Linked DNA regions of Sus scrofa: region 1 is linked to region 2. The links are chromatin contacts, called in public Hi-C maps. All regions are on one chromosome and are shown on one strand. The core of a region is the stretch at or near the end of the contact, and the rest is flanking DNA. Distances in the headings are between cores, read along the strand shown. Region 1 has its middle 340 kb from the start of FAM49B. Region 2 has its middle 460 kb from the start of FAM49B.

What was found. A called contact is a pair of places that touch in the nucleus more often than the background predicts.
Region 1: a contact with region 2 is called in a Hi-C map of skeletal muscle, with 5 times the contacts expected there. The contact joins two enhancer-like sites. A contact is called at or near these places in 3 of 47 Hi-C or Micro-C datasets (fetal skeletal muscle and skeletal muscle) and 1 of 2 datasets of contacts at active chromatin or transcription factors (skeletal muscle).

Annotation. Positions count from the first base shown.
Region 1 is chr4:10,815,716-10,821,154 of Sscrofa11.1, reverse strand. No RefSeq gene overlaps it. Among named protein-coding and RNA genes, the nearest start is that of FAM49B, 340 kb to the right of the region's middle. Within about 2 kb of position 4,119, at least 4 of the 83 cell types and tissues checked have an H3K27ac peak or open chromatin away from gene starts, as enhancers often do. A contact at or near this core is called in skeletal muscle, where this site is marked.
Region 2 is chr4:10,933,299-10,938,658 of Sscrofa11.1, reverse strand. No RefSeq gene overlaps it. Among named protein-coding and RNA genes, the nearest start is that of FAM49B, 460 kb to the right of the region's middle. Within about 2 kb of position 3,103, at least 11 of the 83 cell types and tissues checked have an H3K27ac peak or open chromatin away from gene starts, as enhancers often do. A contact at or near this core is called in skeletal muscle, where this site is marked.

The sequences.
Region 1 (5,439 bases), core at 2,870-5,369, 120 kb after region 2:
GTCCCTCAGTTAAGACACAAAACCTGGGGTGAAAGACACAGATGGAGATGGGTCTGCCTAGCTGAGCCACAAGGTGACTAATGAACTAACACCCAAAACCAATCTCTCAGATTTCTTTCTACAGAAATTCCCTAAGACTTCTTCCTAAAAAATGAGTGTGCTACCAGGAATCACATTTGCCTATCTTGCCCTCAAGCTACAAGAAAACTAGACTTGTGTATGATTATTTTCATTAAAGATATATTGCTCACCTAATTGAGGAGAAAAGTGTAGGATTTAAAATATCAGTACAGGAGTTTCTGTCATGGCTCAGAGGTTAACGAACCCAACTACATCCATGAGGACACGGGTTTGATCCCTGGCCTCGCTCAGTGGGTTAAGGATCCAGTGTTGCTGTGAGCTGTGGTGCAGGTTGCAGATGCAGCTCGGATCCAATATTGCTGTGGCTCTGGCGCAGGCTGGCAGCTACAGCTCCAATTGGACCCCTGGCCTGGGAGCCTCCATAAGCCATGGTGCGGCCCTAAAAAGACCAAAAAAAAAAAAATCAGAATAAATGATATACAAAAAAGTCCATTAAAAATAAAATCTTGAGGTACTGGAGATCATCTAAAGAACAAAAGCTGACACTGCTTACAGTAGCCAGGACATGGAAGCAACCTAAATCGCCGTCAATGGAAGACTGGATAAAGAAGATGTGGAGATGTAGTACAGATGGAATATACTCAGCCATAAAAAAAGAATGAGCCATAGGCAGCAACATGGATTGACCTAATGATTATCATACTAAGTGAAGTCAAATATCACATATCACTTATATGTGGAATTTAATTTTTTAAATGACACAAAAGAATTATAAAGCAGAAACAAACTCACAGATTTGAAATCAACCTTACGATTACCAAAGGAGAAACCACTGGGGGAAGGGATAAATTCGGAGGATGGGATTAACACATACAGAGTCATAAAATACTGTTTTTATTATATATAATTATATATAATCATATATATTACTACTATATATGAAATAGAAAACTAACAAGAACCTACCATACAGCACAGGGAGGTCTACTCAGTAAAATCCTATAGGGGAAAAAAAGAATGAATATGTGTACCACTGATTCACTTTGCTGTACACCTGAAACTAATATTGTAAGTCAACTATACCCATTAAAATTTTTAAAAAAGAAAGAAAAAAAGGTTGCCCATTCTGTAAGCCTCTCTGTTCAAACCTCAAAATAAATTCGATGTGCTCCTATCCCTTTCTCTAGATCTTCTTTGGCATCTACGTATCTCTTGTGGTTCTTAACAACCTTCCACGGCTAAGCTGTGGCAGGTCAACTCCGCTGACCTCTTCTAAGATTGGAAGTTCTGCAGGGGACGGCGTCTTGTCTGTCTCTGCACTTCCCGGCATGTAGCACTGGACCTTGTCAGGTTGGGTGCCTATGAACTTGAGCGCTATGAAGCTCTTCTTGGATAGCTTCCTGGAACACAGCATAGGCCTGGGAGGCGGGAGGCACTTGATGCACGTCCACCGGGTCAGCTGACTGAACTGCTGAAATGCTGCTGCTGTACTCAGACCCCTCCCACGACATCCTTTCAAACTCCTCAAGGAAGCTAAGTGCAGTCTGCTATGCACTCCATGACCTTGGCTGTGCATCTAAAGTCAGCCGGTGTTATCCCAAAAGGTAGGCATCACTTTATCCTTTTGTATTTTTTATTTTTTTATTTTATTTATTATTTACTTATTATTTTTGGCCAAACCCAAGGCATGCTGACGTTCCTGGTCCAGGGATCAAACCTGTGCCACAGCAGTGACATGAGCCTCAGCAGCAACAACGCTGGGTCAGTAACCCACTGAGCCACCAGGGAACTCCACTTTCTCCTTTTTTATGATGAAGAAACTGAAGCGTAAGAGGTTGAATATTTTTTCCAAAGTCATACTAAGCGACAGAGCCAGGTTCGGAATGATGGTCTGTATGGATGCAAAACCTGCCTCATTTGGCCTCCCTGCCTTCTTGTTCCCAGACACTCAAACACGCATATGCATACATACACACAAATGGCCCTATGAGTTCATTTGCCTGCAAGATGTATGGGCTCAAAAGACATACCCGCCTAGAGGCAAACCTAGTCACAACGTCCTGTGTTCCCTCACTCCTTAAACCCATTTGATGAATATTTATTGAACACCACCACGTGCCTGGAACAGGCAGGGAATCAGCAGTGAACGAGACGGGCAGGGAGACAGAGCAGCGTCCGCAGACGCTTCCTGGGGAGGGCCCGAAAGTATTTTAGGCTTTGAAGGCTGAAGTGTCTGTCACAACTCCAAATCTGTACTTACGGAGCCAAAGCAGCACTAGAAATACGTAAACAGGAGTTCCCATCATGGCGCAGCGGAAACAGAATCTGACTAGGAACCATGAGGTTGCGGGTTTGATCCCTGGCCTTGCTTGGTGGGTTAAGGATCCAGCATTGCTGTGAGCTGTGGTGTAGGTCGCAGATGCGGCTGGGATCCCGCATTGCTGTGGCTGCGGTGTTGGCTGGTGGCTACAGCTCTGACTGGACCCCTAGCCTGGCAACCTCTATATGCCACGAGTGTGGCCCTAAAAAGACAAAAAGACAACAAAAAAATCAGAGTAAATGATATACCAAAAATGTCCTAAAAAAAGTAAAAAATGAAATATGTAAACAAATGGGCATGGCTGGGTTCCAATAAAACTTTATGCACAAAAACAAGCAGGATCGATTTGCCCAACAGCAGTTTGCCCGCCCCTGGGATGGTCAGTTCCTGAGATCCACAATAAGCATGGAAATAAATGGAGATGAACAAAAAGTCTGGAGACCAAGGCAGGTTCTATGAATAAATAAGGCAGTACAATTAATAATCCAGAGAGAAAATGAGAGGCGACTTTAGACTGGGAAGCACAGGAGAAGAAGAAATTTGAGGTGAGACCAGGACTGATGAACCACTCATGCCAGGATCCTGAGACAGAATCTTCCAAGCAGCAGGAAGAGCCAGAACAGAGAGCCTAAGACAAAAGGTGTTTGGGAAACAGAAAGAAGGCCGGCAGGTCTGGAACAAGAGCTGTAGAAGATACTGTCAAGGGGGTGAGCAGAACCAGAGCCTTCGGGCTTTAAGGGCAGCAAGGGCGTGGGATCTCTAATCTGCGACGAAAGTGTTGGGAGGATTTTTAGCAGCCATACGACACGCTTTACTTTCCAAGCTGGAAAATATTCACTCCAGTCACTGCTTGGTAAGCCAGTGCCGGAGCTGCAAAAGCAAAGAGGAAAAGCACGGAGGTGGCTGGCAGGTGGAGGTCGCAGGGCGAAGAGTAAGAAGTGGTTGGATTCCAGAGAGATTTTAGAGATGGTAGAGCCGCCGGAAATTGCTAGAGAACTAACTGCATCAAGGGCAAGGACAATGGAGGATTCCAGCCGCGATCATCTGCTTCGATATACTGACACAGGACAACTGCTGGGCAACGACCACACGCTCTGTAGGTCAACAGGCAGTGGCGCAGGTGCAGAGACCAATGGGTTCGGGTGCTCCGAAGGGTGACCCTAACTGACTTCACGATGGCTCAACTCAGAGCCATCTGCTAAGAGGCCATGGCAGAGCCACCAGGTAATGCTTATTGTATCATACAGCGTTTTGAAACATGAAACCAGACAAGTAGGAACTATTCGAAGACTGTTCCAATGTCTCATTTACCAAAACACTAAACTGTGAAGAAGAAGAAGAACGTTCACAGCCAATGAACTCGGCTGGGGCCAATCTGACCTAGTAACATAAACCCAAGCATGTAAGGGCGTTCTCCCCCAGAAGTCCCTCTTTGGGTTTGGCAGGACCACATATTTAGAAGATCTTAGAGGTGATTATAAGGAATGTGGATATAACCCATTTCCTGGGGAAGGAGGTACAGAGACAAGGGACCAGGGAGACAGCCTGAGGCTGTCTGAGGAAACCAGTGGCTGCTCTAACGCTCCAAACGGCTGGAGACCAGGCTGATTCCACCGTAAGGAGCTCGAAAGCCTTTCACCCGGACAGGGGCAGACGCTCTCTTCTCTCATTATCAGAAATGCTGTCGGGCACACAGTGAGAGTTATGTAATAGGAAGCAATACTTTCCGGGCATTTCTCCATCCTCCTGTTATATAATAATCATGCCAAGATGAAGTGCCCAACGTCTAAGCCGCAGAGATGCAACCCTGTCAAGTAAATTTATAGTTTCTACTTCCTTTTCTCTTTTTTAGCAAGAACTCCCTGCCCTTTCCTGTCCCCCTCCCTCACACGCTGCCAACAGGCCAGGCTCCAAGCTTTTTTTTTTTTTTTTTTTTTTTTTTTCTCTCATTAGGTGGACCTATTCCATTCATGAAAAAAAAGGGGGGGGTTACTTTCATTCATTCATTCATTTACTCATTCAGCCAATCAGCCAACAATTAATCATTTAATAGCCTACCATGTAAGAGATTCTGGAACAAGAAGGAAAGAGAATAAGCTTCAAGTCATGGATTTGCGCCTACCGTCTCAGGGGTCTGGGATCTCTTAAGTGGGCTAAGAAAGGTAACCTAGCAGGGTTTAGAGAGGATCCGAGATAAGAGCAGCAAAGCACCTCTTCATTGTTCACGTTGTCATGTATTTGGCACCAGGGTTACAGAAATGAAACCAAGTCTCAGCTCTTAGAACATTCGAATCTGGCGAGGGAAGAGACGAAGGAAAAAGAGGACAGTGATTATGGGAATTTCACTTACCATCCTCCTGTAATACAATAATCATGCCAGGATAATTTCATCCTCTTTTCAGCAATGTAAAGTAATAGGGTGCTACGGGGATGATGAGAAGCTGTACCTAACTCAGCCTGGTCTATTCCATGTCATGTGTGCAACTGTAAGATCCCAACAATAACCATTCTTACAGCTACATTAAAGAGGGGTCAGGACCCTGTAGGAATTTAAAACAGGATGTACCAACAGCCAATCCTAGGAATTCAAAATTAATCAATTCCAGTCCCCACATCAATAGACTAAAGAGGGAAAAGAAGTATGGCCAACTCATCAGCACAGAAAAAGTATTTAACAAAAGTCAACACCCATGGGTGATAAAAACTCTCGACAAACAAAGATTGGAAGGAAATTCCTCAAGCAGATAAAGAACATCTGTGAAAAACTTACCCTAACATCATACGTGATAATGAATGGATGAATGTTTGTCTCTATCTGGAAACATGGCAAAAATATCTACTCTCACCACTTTTAATCAAAACTTTACTAGAGGAGTTCCTGTCATGGCGGAGTGGTTAATGAATCAACTAGGAACCATGAGGTTGTGGGTTCCATCCCTGGCCTTGCTCAGTGGGTTAAGGACCCGGCATTGCCGTGAGCTGTGGTGTGGGTTGCAGAAGCGGCTCGGATCCTGCGTTGCTGTGGCTCTGGTGTAGGC
Region 2 (5,360 bases), core at 1,854-4,353:
ATTACAGTCAAACAAAAGAAAATCACACACAGACATGCAAATTAAATACAGAAAGAAAAAAAAAAAAAAAAAACACTTACTTCAAATGAGAAACAATAAGACTTCAGACCTGCTTAACAGAAACAACAGAAGCAAGAAGGCAAAGGAAGAATATCTGCGAAGGACTGGAAGACAAAAAACTAACACAAACGTAGAATTCTGTACTCAGAGAAAATAACCTTCAAAGTAAAGCCAACATGAAAACAGTCCTAGATAAACGAAAAGAAATAATTTGTCTCCAGAAATCTTCAGAGAAAGAGACATGCTTAAGTATAAGGAAAATGATCTTAGAGGGAATCACAGAAATGGAGAAAGAAATGAAGGGTAATAGAAAATGGCAAATATGTTGGAGAGACTAACATGAATATAGACTGTACCAAAAATTAAAACTCTATGGCTTAAAATGTATGCAAAGTTATAATAAATGTAAACCACAAAAAAGAAAGAGAGCATAAATTAACGTAAAATGTCCAAAGCCCTAGCATTAATGGGGGGGGAGTAAAAATATTAACTTATGGTAAATGTAATAAATCTATAATACATCTTTTAATCTCTAGCATAACTGCTTGAAGGATAACTAAGTAAAGAGGGGAAATAGGGATATTTGCACGTTCCTAGGTAAAGCAGGAAAGAAAAAAAATTTAAAACAAGTGAGTCAAATAGAAAATAAACAAGAAGATTTAAAAGCACAGATATATAAGTAATTACATTTAATGCACAAATATATAAGCAATTACATTTAATGCCAAATCCTCTAATTGAAAGAACCACACTATCAGACTAGGGGGAAAAAATCCTGTATGTTGCTTACATGTGATATACCGTAAATATAGGGACACAGAAATGTTAACATTCAAATGGTTTGAAAAGATGATCTATGTGAAAACTCATCAAAGAACTCTAGTATAGCTATAACCGCATAATACAGACTCTAAGTTTAGAAGCATTATGAGAAATAAAGAGACATATTTTATGATACAAGGTCAATTTGCCAGATGTAATAATTCTAAATTTGCATATACCCTACAACATAACATCAACTGTATAAAGCAAAACTTTACAGAAAAAGGACAAACAGATATAGAATCAAAATGGGAAGTGAATGTGGTGTATAAGACCTTTCCAATCTGAAGACAATCCCTCTCCTCTGACTGTAACTCCCCATTTCTTTATGCAGGGGGAATTACAGAACTCAAACTCATTGTTCCCCATCTAAATATATTGGTTTTTAACATTTATTGGCTTTTACATACCACTACTTCTCTTCATGACCTTCAAGTAGTCCCACTTAGCCTACACAGTCTTCAAGGCCCCAGCTCACCACCTCCATGAAGCCCTCCCAGATTCCCCTGAGAATATGTAATTCCTCTCAAATTCAGAAATATGACCAAGACCCTGGGTATTTTCTACCTCAAATTCTAATTTTTTTTTCTCATATCTTAATGTCTCCTTTGACGAAGGCAAGGCTTCCATATGCTTCAACTTTGTAAGGATTATTATGCCTAACAAAACATGGTTCAAACCATAATGGGAGTTCAATCGTATCTGTGATATAAACGAGTGATGAATTTTCCCATTCACCTTTCTCCCAAAAGCACCATCCAATGCCAGAGTAGGAGAGAGAGAGAGAGAATTAGACATCTGTTTGGGGAGAAAACTAGCCTCGTTTCAGACAAGAATTCTTGAAGGCAGAAGCAACTAAAACTTCTGCAGCTCTTTAATAAAGGCTCCCTGGAAGCTGTGACAGAATTCCACAGACATATAAAGCCCTGTCTTGCCAGGACCTGAGATACTGGTCATTTTCTTAGGCTAGAGTAGGCATCACTGCCTAGAGCTGAGGATTCTTACCGTCTCCCCCTACATCTGCATACTTAATTAAAGCTATCACATCTCTGTTTTTTATGGCTCCGGCTGTGGCATATGGAAGTTCCTGGGCCAGGGGTTGAATCTGAGTCGCATCCGTGAACCTACACCACAGCCACAGCAATGCCAGATCCTTAATCTACCGAGCGAGGCCAGGACTCAAACCGGTATCTTCATAGAAACAACATCAGGCCCTTCACCCACCAAGCCACAAGGGGAAAGCCACCTCACCCTTGATTTTTCAATCTTTTCTTTCCCTAGTTAAACAGGGAGGGGAAAGTGGTCGAGACATTGGCATGACATAACTTAGCAACCCTGGGCTTCTAAAAAAGCTACGCTACTTTGATAAGATGATTTAACGTCTCCGGGTCTCTGCGTCATCATTTATAAAGGGGAAATAATAACACTCACTACGCAGACTGTAGGATCATTGTGAGAATTAGATGAGAAAATACACATGAAGTCACTCAACAGTGCCTATGAAGAAAGGCTGGCTTCATCCCCACCTTCCCCTCCTCTGAAGTACCATTTCCCTTGATCAGAAAACACTGGTGGGAGCCGGGAGATGACAAACCCACACCCATCGTCTCCCTGGAAAAGAAGAGATTCATCCTGACCGGCTGGCATTCCAGAAGTCTCCCAACCTTCTGAAGATTCCATGTGCACTGGATGAAACTGGATTTCCAACAAACTATTCCCTGCCAGGGCATCGCCCAGCCAGAGGCTCTGACTCCCATTCAAAATTGAGCTGAGTTTGCCATCTAGAGGACATCCTTGGACAGGCAGTCACCAACACCCACCGGAGCGCCTAGAACAGAGATGAAGTTCATTCCTTCCCTAACCTGCACTGAGCATCTGCTCTGAACCCTGCACCACGGGTACGGGGCACACACAGTGCAGCCCCTGCCCTCAGCGAGCTCACAGTGCAGCGGGGCGTTCACATTCTAGATCGATTGCAGTGTCCAAAGGAAGACCTGCTTTCTGGCAGAAGGAGGAATGGAACCATACCCTTGGACCATACAGAATGGAACTGCCCACTAGTAAACCGCAGCCAGGAAGCAGAGTGGCTGAGCTGAGTCTTGCACTTAGGATGTGAGTTTCAGTCTCTGGACACTCCATCACAGCTGTGTTGGACATCAGAGGGCCCCACCCTCCTCATTGTACAGCCAAAGGGAGAAGCAGTTGAAGCCACTCTAATAATGCACGTGTTCCTTCTAGGACACCGAGGGACTAGCCTATGCCCTCCCAGGGTAGTGTAGCAGAAAGGCTGTGTACGGAGGTTTCTGGGCTAAGTGTCCTTCAAGGGCAGGTATGCAGAAGCCAGTTGTTTTTAGATCTCGTTAAGGTCTTCCCTTGCCAATGACAGACTAAATGAGGAACCTTGGCCTCTGGCCTAGATTCACACATCTTTCTCACCCTATAAATCTGGTCCATTTGGAGAAAGTCTCTCTGACTTTCGCAGGCGTTCCTCCGGGTGCCAGGAATGTCTCTCCATTTGGAATTGTGCTTATGGTCCAGCAATCCCTCAGCCTATGAAGGTGGCAATGTGGCTACATACAATTCAGGACATTTAAACTGGAGAGGAAATCTCTTTTCCAGAAGCGAGAATGTGCTCCAGGATACTAAATATTGCACCAACATTACATCCTTTTCAGACCTATCTCACAGCTCTTTATTGCATTTGCAGTTTTAGTTCACGCACACAGATTAAAGAAACATGCACCCTGTTCCTACTATGTGCGAGTACAGGGCTAAGCAAAGCACTGAGGATGCAGTGATGACCGCGGCAGTCACCAACACTGCCCTCATGGGGCTTGCAAGTCATTATCCAGATAATGATGTCAAGTTTTTTGTTTGTTTGCTTTTTTTAGGGCTGCATCCATGGTATATGGAGGTTCCCAGGCTAGGGGTCAAAACAGAGCTACAGCTGCTGGCCTACACCACGGCCACAGCAACGCCAGATCCAAGCCGTGTCTGTGACCTACACCACAGCTCACAGCAACATCAGATCCTTAATCCACTGAGTAAGGCCAGGGATCGAACCCACATCCTCATGGATCTTAGTTGGGTTTGTTAACCGCTGAGCCACAAAAGCAACTCCATACATCCATAAAGTTTTTAATTTGAAGTGCACGAGACTCTCAACATAGTTATTGATGATTGGTGAAAATTGTAGCTACATGTTTCCATTCAAGTATAGCTTTGTGAGTCATTTATCATTTATTATACAAGCGATCTGTCAGACATGGGGCTGGATGCCATTTAGAGCAGGAGAGGAGCATTTACATAAAGAATCATAACGTGGTTGAGGGTTCTTGGAGAGGATCATGCCTAGTTCTAGCAGGAATAATCAGAATAACGAAAACAGAGGAATAACAGGGCTCATCTTTGCTGAATAATTAAATTGAAATTCAGCTGGAGCCAAATTAACCTGAAATCCAACCATGATTGTTGGAAATAGCCACCTCCAGGGAGCCCTCTGTCCCAGGAATGGGGGCAGGTGAGGGGTATGGAGACAGACTGCACCACAAATGATCAGACACTTGCCAGAGCATACCCATTTTCTATATGTGTAAATATGGAATACTGAGAAATAATTCTTGGTACTCCCCAACTTCGTTTTCAATGAACCTAGTTTTGGATAAATAGCCATGGTACCTCCTAGTTGCATCAGGACCTTCCAAGTCCAATGAACCCAGTTTTGGATAAATAGCCATGATACCTCCTAGCTGCATCAGGACCTTCCAAGCCCATCACCTGGAGCATCTTTACTCGCTCTTCAAAGCTTGGGTCATATCACACTTTGACCTGACAGCACTCCCCCGTCTTTGAAAAGTCAGCCCCCAAATGCATTGTACAACTTCTAGTCATAGGTTTTTCAAAAGAAAGGCCAGTGAGTGCCCTTCCATGGCACTAGCATTTATCTGCTATGTGCCCAGGACTGAGCTAGGCACTTTCTCATAGAGTGATCTCATTTGATTTAGCATAAAAACATGACATGGTAAATATTATTCACTCCATTTTGTACATAAGGAAAAGGATATTGAGAGATGCTGGTTCCCTTGTCTTGGGGTGCTCAGATAATGAGGAACAGAACTAGCACCTTAATCTAGGCCCATCCTCCAAATCCTATTTTCTGGCCCCTATACCAATGCTTCTCAAAATCTGTGTATCAACTATAGCTACTGTTTGCTTTAGTTGGAAAGGATACCAACATTGAAAATTAAAGAGATTTGGATTTGTATGTGTTTGAAACATGCCTGATAAAGGGCTGGTTTGGGAGTGGTGGTGAAATCTTGGCTTAAAGGTCTGCCTCAAAGGAACAACTAAAGTGGCCCTTTGGACATTTATTTCACTGAGAACTCAAAACATCTCTAACAGAGAAGCACTGCTTCCAAATCTTTAGCCAGAGTTAAGCCTCAGGACTGTTTTCTCACTATCCACAAAAAAAGGAAATT